2 separate regions of the Mus musculus genome follow, and region 1 is linked to region 2. Evidence: chromatin contacts called from public promoter capture Hi-C data. All regions are on one chromosome and are shown on one strand. The core of a region is the stretch at or near the end of the contact, and the rest is flanking DNA. Distances in the headings are between cores, read along the strand shown.

Region 1 (6,633 bases), core at 1,685-4,184, 3.0 Mb after region 2:
GAGGAGATGCAGGAGGAAGAAAGAAAAATTAAGAGAAAGAAAGAAAAAAGAAAAAATGTAAAGTCTTTACTGGTTTTAGAATTGAAAAAAAATAATATGTGGTTTTTAATTGTGTTGTTCTAGAATTAATGTGTCTTTCCACTGAGAAGTTGCTCTATAACATTAGAGATTAATTTTTAAAAAGGCTCTTTAATATATACATGCTCAACCCTGGCTAAAGCCCAAAGAGAAGCTGGCTTGACTCGAAGATTTTGCTAACTTACGTACATACACCTTACATTTATGCAGTCTACATATGCTATCATCTTGAAATCTCTCTCAGGTTCTGGCTCTAGGTTACACCTTGAACAGTTTAAACACAGACAGAAGTCTGGCCACTAAGGCAGGAGGCTGCAAGTCTGGTCGCTAAGGCAGACGGGATATGTACATGGCCAAGATTTTACATATTGTCAGAATGATTTTAAGTATACCAATGTTGTTCTTTTTCAAATATTGTTACCCAGAGTCATCATGCTCGCCTGGTAAAAGTATGCTTTTCTAAAGAAGAGAGCTAGGGGCTTTACAGTAGGCTAGGAGATCAAGTCAGCTAAGACCCTGTCTCTCCTCCCCTTTCTTTCCATGCCTTTCTGTTCTGAGCAAAGCCTTTGCTGATACCAGAAAGGAACACCAGTGGAACAAAAGGATGTAGTGAGATTTGTTGGTGGTCCACAGTTTTTAGAACGTTGTACCTTTCTACATTCAGAGTCAGTTCTGCCACCATCCTCCCTTCCTTCTTTCCTTGTGCTCAGCAACAATCACCACTTGACTGTAGGTTAATTCCCATGCATTGTATATACAACTGGATTCTCTGCACATCAGACATCCTGAATGCTGAGATGCAAGCTTTGGCAGAGGTGGACGCCATTGTTGCATGTGCCTTTCCCATGTTGCATCGTGCTTTCAGGGTTCACTCTTTTTGTTTGTTTGTTTGGTTTTGGTTTTTGATTTTTTTCAAGACAGGGTTTCTCTGTGTAGCTCTGGATGTCCTGGAACTCACTCTGTAGACCAGGCTGGCCTTGAACTCAGAAATCCACCTGCCTTTGCCTCTCAAGTGCTGGGATTAAAGGCGTGCACCACCACGCCCGGCCAGGGTTCACTCAGGGTCCTTCTGAGGGCGTGATCTCTGCAGTGTCCTAGGCAGCGCCTTCTAATTTGTGCTGGTCATAGCTATGTTACATATGTTACATCTGGTTTTCCCAGAGTGTGACATTGTCAAGCCTTTAGTTTTAGCCACTTGATGAATGCTTAGCAATGTTTCCTTTTGATATTTAGCTACATTTTTTTCTGATCATTAGTGAGAGTAAACATCTCTCCCTGTGCTTATTACCTAGTTGGCTTCATTCTATGCATACAGTGTTACCTGATCCAGTCTCTTGCCCCGTTTTCTATTAGCAGTTTGCTTTAGAGAGTAAGTCTGGATTTGTGGTCATTCTTTTTATGGTATGGGATGGGAACTTTATATAGATGTGTATATTAAAAATATTTCCCAGTCCATAGTTTGCTTTTACTCTTTTATAATGAAATTTACTCCTAGGTGTTCTCAATTTTATATAGTGTGTCAATCTTTGTAGATTAAATAATCTTTGCTTTCTTCAAATTATAAAGAGATTATTTTATATAACTTTAAGTTCTAATATTTTGTCTTTCACATAGGGGGCACAATCTAGCTAGAATTATTTTTTTCTGAATGAGATATTGGTGTTGTCTTTAGATAATAAAAAGATGGTTGCCAATTCTTCTCCAGTTTGCCTTCTATAATAAATACTATTCTTACCTTTATTGAAGTGAGTAACAACATGTTTAAAAAATAATAAAAAGCTAAGCATGTTTCATTCTTGTTATTGTGGAACATATCTGAAAAAAGTTTCCTGAAAATATTACATTTTTAGTTTTAGAATAGACAGTTCTTCAATATTTTGAATCCCACTTGCTGTCTTTGGGATGAGTCAAAGTAAACTCATAGAAATAATTACAAGTGGGCCGGTTGGTACGCCTTTAATCCCAGCACTCATGAGACAGAGGCAGGTGGATCTCTGAGTTCAAGACCAGTCTGGTCTACATAATGAGTCTCACGGCAGCTAGATGCATATTGAGACCCTTAAAACAATAAAGATAAATAAAGTTAGTGGTGTCCTGGAATATTTCTTTGGCGAGTCTACACCTCATGCTTGCAATAGTGTCATGACAGATGCATTTTGTTATCGCCACTTTCTCTGTCCTTCTTCCTTTGGTTTTGGTTTCGGTCACGAATTCTATATTTGGCATTCAGTGGTCTTGCCTTTGTTCATCTGTCCAGCCTCATTCTTTGGCACTTGTCCTGTACACCACCACGATGACTTTGCCCTCTCAATTCACAAACATCGAATCCGTGAAAACCTGAATTACGCCCATGGGGTGGGGGTGGGATGGGGGTGGGGGTGGATTCCTACTTGTCTTTCAAGATGAAGGATTATTTAACTTTAAAAGCAGGGGGGGGGGTCTGTTTTAAAAGAAATGGTCAATAAATGAAGGCCTAAATGTTGCTTTAAAATAATTTTACTTAAAAGTGCATTCCTGGACCAAGTATTGAAGTGAATTAATGAGAGGTTGTTGATTGATACCGTAATCTTTCTATCTTGTTTAGCACTCTTTCTGGAAGAGATTCTCTAGAGGCCTAGAGGAACTTTTAAAGAAAATCCTAGAAAAAACTCCCTTGCGATGACGTGGGAGAGAGCAATCTGTCTCCTACTAGAAAGCAACCTCCTCTCCTAGTGGAGACTTTTCCATGGGAGCGATCGACTGGTTCGGCGCTCGCTGCAGAGAGGCAGTTCGGCTAGTTCTGTCTGGCGGCCATCCCGGAAGTGGGTGAAGGCGGTTGTGGTCAGTGTAGGCTCCCACTTCGGCCGGGGCAGGTGCGGGCGGGCACTGCTGGCGACATGGCCGACACGGACCCGGGCTATCCCCGCTCGTCCATCGAGGATGACTTCAACTACGGCAGCTGCGTGGCGTCGGCCAGCGTGCACATCCGCATGGGTATGTGGCGGGGGTCAGGGGGACCAAGTGACCAGAGGGAGACATAGTTGTCTTCTAGAGGTGTGGGCCGGGTCGCCTAGGTCAGCGGTCCTCAACCTGAGGGTCGCAAGCGGGACCCTTTCACAGGGGGTCGCCTAAGGCCATCTGCACATCAGATATTTACATTACGATTCGTGACAGTAGCAAAATTACAGTTCTGGAGTAGGGACAGATATAATTGCATGTTTGGGGTCAGCACACCAGGAGGATCCATATCAAGCATTGGAAATCACGGGCTGATGCCCTCATTTATTTGTTCCCCGTGCTGAGACCTTACCATCCTAGTCATTACTGTCTCCCCGTGGGGTACAGAACTCGGCATACGTGTGTGTGATGACTGAGAAGTTTCCCAGACCGACGCATAAAGTCACGGCGACTCAAAGTTATTACTTTGAGTTTAGGCTGTTCGTTGACGCGTAACGAAGCGGAATTCACTGTCCACCAAAGGTCACTTTACAGAAATGGACCTGCCTGGGCAGCTCAAACCGGTTCTGGATTTAAAAAAAAAAAAAAAAAATGAAGGTGGTTCTGACGCATCTAGAATCTTGGTACTTACCTAGCCCGATATTCCTGTAATGAATTTTGAAATTATTTTGACAAGTGAGCTCAGCTTTTAAAATATATTCATTATGAAAAAGTACTGGTAGCCAAAAAATTGCTACCCTAGACACCTTTGAGGTACCAAGCAGTAATGTTTTGTCGCCCTGTGGTATTTCCTATCCAGCCAGAACTTAGTCATCTTTCAAAGCAAAAGTGAAATTGTATCCATAAGTAACTCGCCATTGCCAGCCTCCTCTGCCCTGGGCAACTCCCATTTCTTCAGTCTTTATGAAACGGTTAGAACTGCCTCAGTAAAAAAGAAATCATACATGTTAGCCGTTGTGACTGGCATGTTTCTATTAATGTCTTCAAAGCTCACCCATGTCATAGTGTATGTGTGTCCGACTGTCATTCTTCCTTTCTCTCAGGCCTAGTCCAGAATGCCACGTAGTTAAGATCATGTGTGTTGGGTGTTTTATTTATTTTTTTCCTCTTCAGATCTACATTATTCACTTGGTACTGCCGTGTGTACTTACGATTCCCCACCCCTATCCTCCGTGGCCGGATTGCTGACTAGCCCTTGCTATAGAAGCGTCCTCTGCTTTCTCTTTGTGCCTGAGTACTTTTCTTTCTTCAACTCAAGGTCGTTCTCTTGAATGCTCAAGCATTTGGGCAGTTATGGATAAAACTGTTTTGCAAACTCCCCTGGGTTTTGTGTGTGTGTGTGTGTGTGTATTTGTGTGTACATAGTTTCAACTCATTTAGATAAATACCTAGGCGCATGGTAGCTGGGTGGTACACAAGAGTGGACTTTGTACTGTAAGAAACCACTAGACTGTGACCCTGCATTCCTAGCAACAAAGAATGAATTCTTCTTCATCCATGCCATAATTTGGTGCAGTCATTAATTAATTTGGATTTGGGCAATTTTAATAGGTTTTCTCTCTTTCTTTTTTTTTTTTTTTGTTTTTTGTTTTGTTTGTTTTTGTTTGTTTGTTTTGTTTTGCTTTGCTTACCGGGTATATCTTTTGCAAATATTGTCTCCCAATCTGTGGCCTGTCCTTTCATTCCCTTGATAGTACCCATTTTGAAAAGTACTTTGTTGTTTGAGCATTTAGCACATGCACTTGATGTGCGTTGATCACATCTATCCCCCCCACCCCAGCCCCTCAGTTCCTCCTTATCCCTGCACTGCTTTTCCCTCTGAACTTCATGTGCTCCTTGTTAAAAACAAAACCCACTGAGTCCAGCAGGGCTGCCGCCATGAGCATGGTGGTAGGACATACAGCATGGGTAGCCACATAGTGTTGTAGAAGGAAACTGGCTCTCCCTGTCTTAGTCACTGCTCTATTGCTGTGAAAAGACACCATGACCATGGCAACTCTTACAAGGGAAAACATTTCATTGGGGACATGCTTACAGTTTGAGAGGCTCAGTCCACTATCATCATGGCGTGGAGCATGGCAGCGTGCAGGCAGGTGCTAGAGCAGTACCTGAGAGTTACACCCTGATCCATAGCAAAGAATGAGACAGACTCAGGGCTCATTCTGGGCTTTTGAAACCTCAAAGCCCACCCCTAGTGACACACTGCCTCCAACGAAGCCATGCCTCCTAATCCTTCTAATCCTTTCAAATAGTTCCATTCCCTGGTTACTAAGCATTTAAATATAAGAGCCTATAGGGGCCATTCATACTCACGCCACACCCCCAGGAGTCATCAACTGCTCATAGCTTCTCTGGTGATCCATTTGAATCCGTTTGAATCATGGCTTTTGGATTGCAGGATTTCATTTTTTTTTTAAGCCAATATTTCAAATTTATTCTTTGACAGTTCCATACATGTATACAGTGTATCCTGCCCAGCCCCACTCCCTCCAACAACCTTTTCTCACCTTCCTATCCATTTGTTTGTTTGTTTGTTTGTTTGTTTAATACAGGGAATCCACTCAGTACTACCCACTTTCGCATGGGAATGGGACATCTACCTAGGCCACTAGGTAGGCAACTTACTAGAAGCTGTGGGGGAAGAAAACTGACTCCCACCAGTGGCCATCAACTGCTCCTTGCCCCTTGGTTTTCAGACCCTTGAGTCAAGGTTCTTTCTACAACTCTGCTATTCTCTAACCTCACTTAAAAAAGGCACGTGTCCCACCAGTGCTCTTAACCTCTCTGCCATCTCTCCAGCCCCTTCATATATGTTCTTTATCGTGGTGAATTGGTTTCTTTTGATTCCTAGCTAACACATGATTGTAGAATTTTATCACATGGTTTTTCTGTGTCAGTTGACAGTGACATGACAGCATTTCCTCCCATGTCTGTCATTCTATAAATGTAGTATATGACATTTGATTGACGTTCATGTATTGAACCATCCTAGCCTTCCAGGAGTAAATCCCACTTAGTCGTGTTTAATGTACTAATATGCCATCGACTCTTCTTTGCTGTTTTGTTGTTGTTGTTGTTGAGGACTCTGTGTCTATTCATCAGGCATGCTGTGCTGTAGTTTCGATACACTGTTAACTTTGCTGCTCTTCTTAGAAATGCTTGAAATAAGACGGGAGCTGGCCTATGTAGCAAGTACTGGGTAGTACTTGAGTGGGTAGGACTGAGAGGTTCCTGATGACATGAGACAGTGGATGGGCTCAGGGAAGGACAGGGACAGAAGGTGACAGACATGACACTACAGGAAACTATCAGAAACAATACGTGAACACCAATCAAACTATAGAGGTGGTCCTGAGCGTGTCCGTGAGTGAGAGAGGCCTCGGTGAGGCAAGGTCAGACTTAAGGAATAATTTAAACTATTAAGGGATATTTAACAAACACATTTGATTTTTTTCCCTCAGCAACTCTGTACTAGATGCAGAGATAATTAACAGTTGCTGTTCTGAAAACACTGACTTGGCCAGCCCCTAAAATGACTTCTTTGTGGCACCTTGGCTAAATTCTAAAGTGCCAAATGCCAGGTTTAGAGGGGCTTTTGGGAGGAATGACGCATCTGAG
Region 2 (7,047 bases), core at 2,924-5,423:
GGTCTCTCGTTGGGGTCAATGAAAAATATCTTGATGATGATTTCAAATTCACCCCATCCTGTTTCTGTGATTTCATATGGAGGCTTGGTGACGACTAGAGCGGGGCAAGAGGAAGAAAACAACTGTGAGTTACTGACTTAGTTCCTGCTCCCTGGCCCTTTATAACTATTCCACGATGAATCAAGAGCTGTGCCTCACCTCTTAGAGGATTGCCGTAGCTTTCGTGTAATTTAAACTGGATCTTCTTCACATATGCTGACATATCCTAAAACACAGAAAAAAATCAGTTCTCCAACGGAACCAGATCTGGCATCCGAGCACAATTTTACACGATGCCCGTTCCTTTGACATTCACGAGTTAGCTGGCCTAGTGAGGCAGCCTAGCTAACCAAGAGGCTAAGGAAAGATGACAAAGCTTGAGAGCAGCCTGGGCAACTCAGCCAGACCCTGCTTCAAACTAAAATGTCTTAAAAGGGGCACGGATACAGCTCAAGACTCAAAGCTTGCTTTCCTCTCCCAAAAATCAAACAAAATAGGCCAGTGCGGTGACACTCCTTAAATCGCAGCACACGGGAGGCAGAAGCAGGAGGATCTTGGTTTTGAGGTCAGCTGGTCTACACAGCTGAACTACAGCCCAGACAGGACTACACAGTGAGAACTTGTCACACACCAACAACCAAAACAAACACGCCACACACACCCCCGAAACCAACCAACCAACCAAAAAAAAAAAAAAAAAAAAAACCCCAACAACAAAAACTCCAAAACAATTTAATACAACAGCAACAAACAGAGCCAAGAACTATGCCTGGGCAGCAGCCAGGGGATAAAGAGGAAGAAAGGCAGTCAGCCAGTGCCAAGTTATTTCCCATCACTTGTTTTGCAAACCCTGGGTTTTTGAGGGGACATGGCTGTTGAGACAGGTCTTATTATGTAGCCCACACTGGCCTGGAACTTGCCATCTTCTTGGCCCAGTGTTGGGCTTATAAGTACGTGTCACCACTATCCGAGGTGCTCAAATTCTGCTTTTATATGCATCAATAAATAACACTCTCAGTTAATTCTGACTTCCATCAGAAGCAACAGCAAGATTTGGGGTATTTTTATAGAAGTATACCTAGAAAACCATATTTATAGCCAATTTTTAGAAACAGTTTCTTTGAGTATGGTGAGGGAGGGATGCACACACGGCTGGCCAGGGGTCCACATCAGGTACCCTGCTCTAGTGCTCTCTACCTTATTTTGGGGGGACAGGGTCTCTCACTGAGCCTGGAGCTCAGCAATCACACATGACCAGGAAGCCTGGGCATCTGCAAGTCTCCATGGTAACAGAATTACAGCCCCCCCCCTTTCTCTCAGGACTTTTTGTTCACATTGCCTGCAGGCACCAACTTCCTCCTCCCCCACCCTTGATAAAGACCGCCCATACATATGTACGCATTCATAAGTGAACACGTTTGTGCAGATGTGTGTACACATGTGTGGGTGTGGGTATGTGCGTACGGCTGCCCCGGGAGGCCAGAAGCACTGGATCCCCGTGAGCTGCCGTACGTGGGTGCTGGGGACCAACTCAGGTCCTCTGCAAGAGTATCACGTGTTTACCTGCCGAGTCACCTCTCCAGCCCCTTATCTTAATTTTATTCAGACGACATTTTTGAAAACCCGATTCATTAATTACATGAAGATGAGGGGCTTCATTTTATTGTTTCTGATGGGGCTAGTGGTGGGAGTCTATAATGGACCCACCTCATACTTGGAAAGTTACTATACACAATTTCAGTTTACTGTCAACTAAACAGACTGCACCGCAAACACTCCTTCCGGGAAAAGCGATGCCCACCTCGTTTCTGTAGGGCTTCACGTACACAGTCCACTGGTGAGTGTGCCCGTCTTCTTCTCTCTTCTTTCCAAAGTACCTGGCAACATTGCCATAAACGATTGGCTTAACGATGGTAACCCCCTAAAAGAAAAGCAAGCTGAAAATCAGTAAATACTTCACCAGCACCTGGATAAACACCATGAGCCGCGGCGACTTGGTTTAGGGAGCCGCAGTCTAACCACGTACGGGCTGACTTAGAACAGGCGTCTCGAGCCAGCGTCACATTCACTAACGTTGGCACAATGCTTCCCACGAGAGGGGCTGGGGAGATGGTTCAGGGGTTGAAGAGCTTGCTGCTCTTGCAGAAGGCTACAGTTTGGTTCCCAGTCCTCACATGAAAAGTGGGTTGTTTGGGGTGTTTGTGTGCACGCTGGGCGCCCTGTGCAGCACATGAGGAGGTCACAGATGACTTGAAGGAATAGATTCTCTTCCTTCCACCTTCCTGAGGCCTGCACTGAGGTCATCAGACTTGGTAAGCCTTTTACCTGCTGAGCTCTGCATGTAAAAGCACCTGAGTACTTGATTAGAGAAGAACAAAATGCCTTCACAAACCTAAAAGCTAGGCTACTGAGTTCAAGTTGCCATTGTGACCGGCTCTGCTGGCTGGGAAAGGCTTTTAGATTAGCCTCTGGCAGTGTTTACCAAAGCACAGCACAAAACCCAAGGTCGGTTTATGAGAGAATTTCAGGGCAAGCATTTTCTGCTGTCATCCTTATTATGCACATACAGTTTGGGTATGGAGTACCCCCTCCCCCAAAAGGCTTATTGCTGGTCCCCAGCTGGCGGCTGAGAGGCGCCTGGACTACAGAAGCACCTTACCAAGGGATTAGCATACTGATCAGCTCACAGCTGAATGGCCTAGGAGATGGGGACAGTGGGAACACACAGGCCACTTGGGTTGGGCCTCTCAAGGGCCTATCTTGTTCCTGCCTCACCCCCACCCCTTCCCCAGCTACTAAGGAGGAAACTCAATTTGAGGACTACAGGCCTAACTTTCTCAAGTTATCCTGAACTACAAACTTCCAGATTTAACTTGTGCAAGTAGAGAAGAGTTTTCCCATGAACCTTTTGCTCTGCAATCACTTCCTACCATCCCCAAGCCTTACCTAAAACCCTGGGCAAATGCACAGCTCTACAAAGCCTCTTATACTAACACAGACTTTTACCTGGTATTTCTTTCTATTGCATTTCAGGGCTTTAGGATTTTCGATGATTTCTCATCTTACATATACTGTTAAGGCAGCTATGGATATATAGACACTATGATTAAGGTAATAAAAATAATATGACACCGATGAGGATTTTAAAATTTTTGTAGACTGATGTGATTTCTTTTAAGGAAAAAAAAAAATCCTTTCTGTGATAAGATCTGTAAGTAGAAGCCCCTTTTAGGGGCACGGGGAGAGCATCCTGAACCGGTACCTTAAAAAATAACCAGCAGGGCTGCCTCAGAGGTTAAGAGCACTGACTGCTCTTCCAGAGATACTGAGTTCAATTCCCAGCAGCCACATGGTGGCTCACAACCATCTGTAATGAGATCTGATGCTCTCTTCTGGTGTGCCTGAAGACAGCTACAGTGTACTCATATACATAAAAATAAATTTTAAAATTAAAAAAAAAAGTAACCAGCAGATGTAGGAAGGTGGGAGGGGGTGGCGAGCTGGAGGGATGGCACACAGGGAAGAGACGACTGCAGCTCAGGCTGGACAGCACACCTACATGGTGACACCTGACAACCGACTCCTGCAAGTCGTTCTCTTACCTCCACCCCTATTAATAATACACATATAGATGGGAGGGAACTGAGTGTCACAACGTCCAGTGTTAAGCAACCTTCACTAAACACGAACGAAGCTAAGCGCTCTTTGCTGACTTTATCAGCACGGGGCTTCGGGAACGACAAGACGGACGAGCCTATCCAGGGTCTGCGACTGATGCCCTAGCCACCCCGGCACCTTTGTGTTTGGCGGTGCGGAGGCGGTGACGAGGACTCGGGGCCCAATGAGCGCCGAGCTTCCGCCCCGCGCGCCGCGCCTGCGCACTGACCTTCACTCTCCCGCCGGAGTCAGGTCCAAATTCCGCCATTCTCTTGAACATATTGTCCCCGGGAAGGAGCCGCGGCGGCCAGGGAGAGAGCTCAGGCCGGCGGGGTAGCCGCTCCCCTCACGAGCCGGAGGAGGGCGGGTCGCCTGGGCTCGGGGAGCCGGACAGCCACCTCCTCCACACGCGCCGCGTCGGGGTCGGCCATTCAGCCCCGAGCTGGGAGAGCCGAGCGGAAGGGCGGGGGAGGGCGGCGGCGCATGCGCAACGGGCTCAGGCAGACAGTGCGCACGCGCGAGGCTGCAGCCTTCCCCGGTAAGAGCCTGATGAGCTGTTGCAGCGGATAAAGAGAGATGGGGATAAATTTTAGGCAGAAGTTAAGGGTAGGGAAGCACCAAAATGGTGAACGTTTGTAGCTTTAGGGTTGAGATAACCCCACACACTTCAAGATGATAGACTCTGGAATCAAAGCTTCTGATTGGGCAGGTCAGATAACTGGGCGTGGGCTTGGTAAAGAATATGCTGCCAAGCCTTGTGACCTGAGTTCGATTTCCAAGGCCAACATGATGGCACTACAGAAATGACTCCACTTCCCGCTCTTCATGGCTCAATCTGTTCTGCTGGCCATGTTCAGTCTGACTTTTCCAGATTCGTCGGGAATCTGTTTTCTCCCTATCTACAGTAAAAACCTCCTAAACCATGCCTAAGAGGGTCATGTTCTTATTTTCACTCACCATTCTTCTCTCTCATACCCTTCCCCAGTTGGAACTCTTCTTTCCAACAAGCCCCCCTCCTACTTTCATGCCCTCTTAGTTCGTGACCTATTGGCTTTAATTGGCGTTTCCTGTCCTACTATGGATGTGGGATTCTTTACCGAAGCAAGAGTAATTTATCAGTGGTACCTTACTAAAGAAAATGGCATCTCTTTCCCAAACAGTCATGAATTTTCAATAGTCCCTCTGGGAAGGGTGAGGCCCCTGGACCCCTCCCGCCATCCATGTTGAAATGTTAACATGCAATCGCAGGTCCTATGCAGATAACCGCAGCTGCAGTAAGTTCATGAGTGCAATGGCCACGTTGTGGCCAGAAGGTGTCGTTTTTGATACATGTCTCTCCATTCTCTGGCTCTTTATACCCTGAAATATTCCCCAATCTTGGAAGGAGTGGTACAACTGTCCCGAATAGTGCTAAGCACACCACCATCTCTTATTCCTGGGCGTTTTGGCTAGTTTTGGGTTTCTGCATTAACCACTGCTCATTGCAATAAACTTCTCTGATGAAGGCTGGGCACAGCACTAATCAATGAGAATAATCAGGAGACCGAGAAGCGAATTTAACAGCATGGTCAATCAATTTTTGCTAATTTTTAAAGAAAAGATTTATTTTATGTATGGGAGTACACTGTAGCTGTCTTCAGACACACCAGAAGAGGTCAGCGGATCCCACTACAGATTGGTTATGAACCACCATGTGGTTGCTGGGAATTGAACTCAGGTCCTCTGGAAAAGCAGCTAGTGCTCTTAACCACTAAGCCCCCAATTTTTGCTAATCTTTAATAAAAGTATTTTTTTTCACTGTATTATCTATTGAGAGAGAGAAAGAGAGAGAGAGAGAATGAATGTGGGTCCTAGAGATCTGGTTAAAGTCATCAGGCTTGATAACAAGTACCTTTACTTTTGCCAGCCCCTGTTTTTGATAATCTTGGCTGTTTCTATAGTCATCCCGTATTTTGAGGTTGTCCTGGCAGCTCTTGAGTATGTCCTAACTCTGTTTCTTAATTGATATCTAAATGTCATTCCCCTTCCTTGATCACCTGATATAAGCTTAGAGCTTCTAAGGGAGACATTCCCTCCAGGAAGGAGACAGGAGGTTCCTGAGACTTGGAAAGTAAACAACTCACAGGCTCAAGAAGTTCTGAAGCTAACAAGATACACGAGCCGCCACCCCACCCCCCCAAGGTTAAAGAAGCAGGAAGGGATGATTGGGGGAAGGGAGGAGACAGAAGTCTAGGACAGAGCCTGTGCTCATCCTGTGGAGTTGACTGGGGGAGACTCTGTCCTACTGAGCTGCTTGAGAGCCACCCAGCAAGCTCAGGGTTGTCGGATGTCCAGTCACCACCCACTGGGGCCTGGGCTTTTCAGTGATGCAGTTGCCTTTGAGGTAACCCTGTTCCTGTGAGGGGCCCCTCACCCATACTCTCATGAGTAACCACAGTAGTTTCACCGGTTTGCCAAGATGGACTCTGGTCCAGTTGATGCTTTGGTCTTTTCTTGCTTCCCTCCTCGGGAAAGGCCATGTGACATTTCTTATGGCTGGTCTCTGCTCTACATTTACACAGCCCTGAGGTATGACCTAGTCTTCTTCAAGCTGTTGTCCTGGAATCATGGGAGAGTGAAGAATAAGAAAAACGTGTTGTAATGAGAGTCTACCACGTTCCACTCATTATTCTAGGTGTCTGGGATGTGGAAAGGAACAACAGAGAAGAAATCTTCCAGGTATGATGGTAACCACTCATAACCCCAGCACTCAAAAGGCAGAGGTCAGAAGTGTTCAGGGCTAGCCTGAGCTAAATAGGAAGTGCCAAGCTGGGCATGGTGGACTAGGACTGTATCCTCAACACTCAACAGGCTGAGGCAGGAGGTTTGCTGAGAGTTCAAAGACCAGACTAGGTTATGGAGTGGGCTCAAAACAACTAAACGATAAAAAGTTTTAGCCAGCCTGAGCATCACAGGGAGACCCTTTCTCAAAAAGGAAAGATGCACAGTGAACCAACCAACCATGAGCCCTCCTTCCTCTCAGGACAGAGGTTTGGCATAGTGCCGTGCTTCTCAGCCTTCCTAATGTGGCAGCCTCTTAACAGCCCCTCATGCTGTGGTGACCCCAACCATGACGTTATTTTCGTTGCAATTTCATAACTAATTTTACTACCATTATGTATAGTAATATGAACACATTTGAAATGCAGAATATCTGACATATAACCCCTGTGAAAGGGTCATTGGGCCTCCAGGTTGAGAATCCCTGGCATAGTGCCTCAGAGAAGGGACATAGGTAATGGAGGAAAATGCAGCCCCCTACCCACCGAGACGGAGGAGCCTGAGGGCAGGGTATCTATTATACAGCAGGGT

The links. Promoter capture Hi-C pulls out the DNA fragments that hold promoters and counts their contacts.
Region 1: a promoter capture Hi-C map of liver shows a contact between it and region 2, with 4 times the contacts expected there. The contact joins the promoter of Tmbim4 here to the promoter of Yeats4 in region 2. A contact is called at or near these places in 3 of 39 promoter capture datasets (the C10 cell line, liver and pre-B cells), 2 of 115 datasets of contacts at active chromatin or transcription factors (acute myeloid leukemia and astrocytes) and 1 of 9 other capture datasets (liver).

Annotation. Positions count from the first base shown.
Region 1 is chr10:120,205,892-120,212,524 of GRCm38.p6, forward strand. Tmbim4 (transmembrane BAX inhibitor motif containing 4) reads left to right here and starts at 2,935. Exons shown (of 7, transcript NM_026617.3): 1 at 2,935-3,051. The coding sequence starts at 2,955.
Region 2 is chr10:117,220,334-117,227,380 of GRCm38.p6, forward strand. Yeats4 (YEATS domain containing 4) reads right to left here and starts at 4,174. Exons shown (of 7, transcript NM_026570.4): 1 at 3,926-4,174; 2 at 1,841-1,960; 3 at 199-265; 4 at 1-94. The coding sequence starts at 3,976. Gm31963 (a long non-coding RNA gene) reads left to right here and starts at 4,153. Exons shown (of 4, transcript XR_872061.2): 1 at 4,153-4,234; 2 at 6,258-6,414.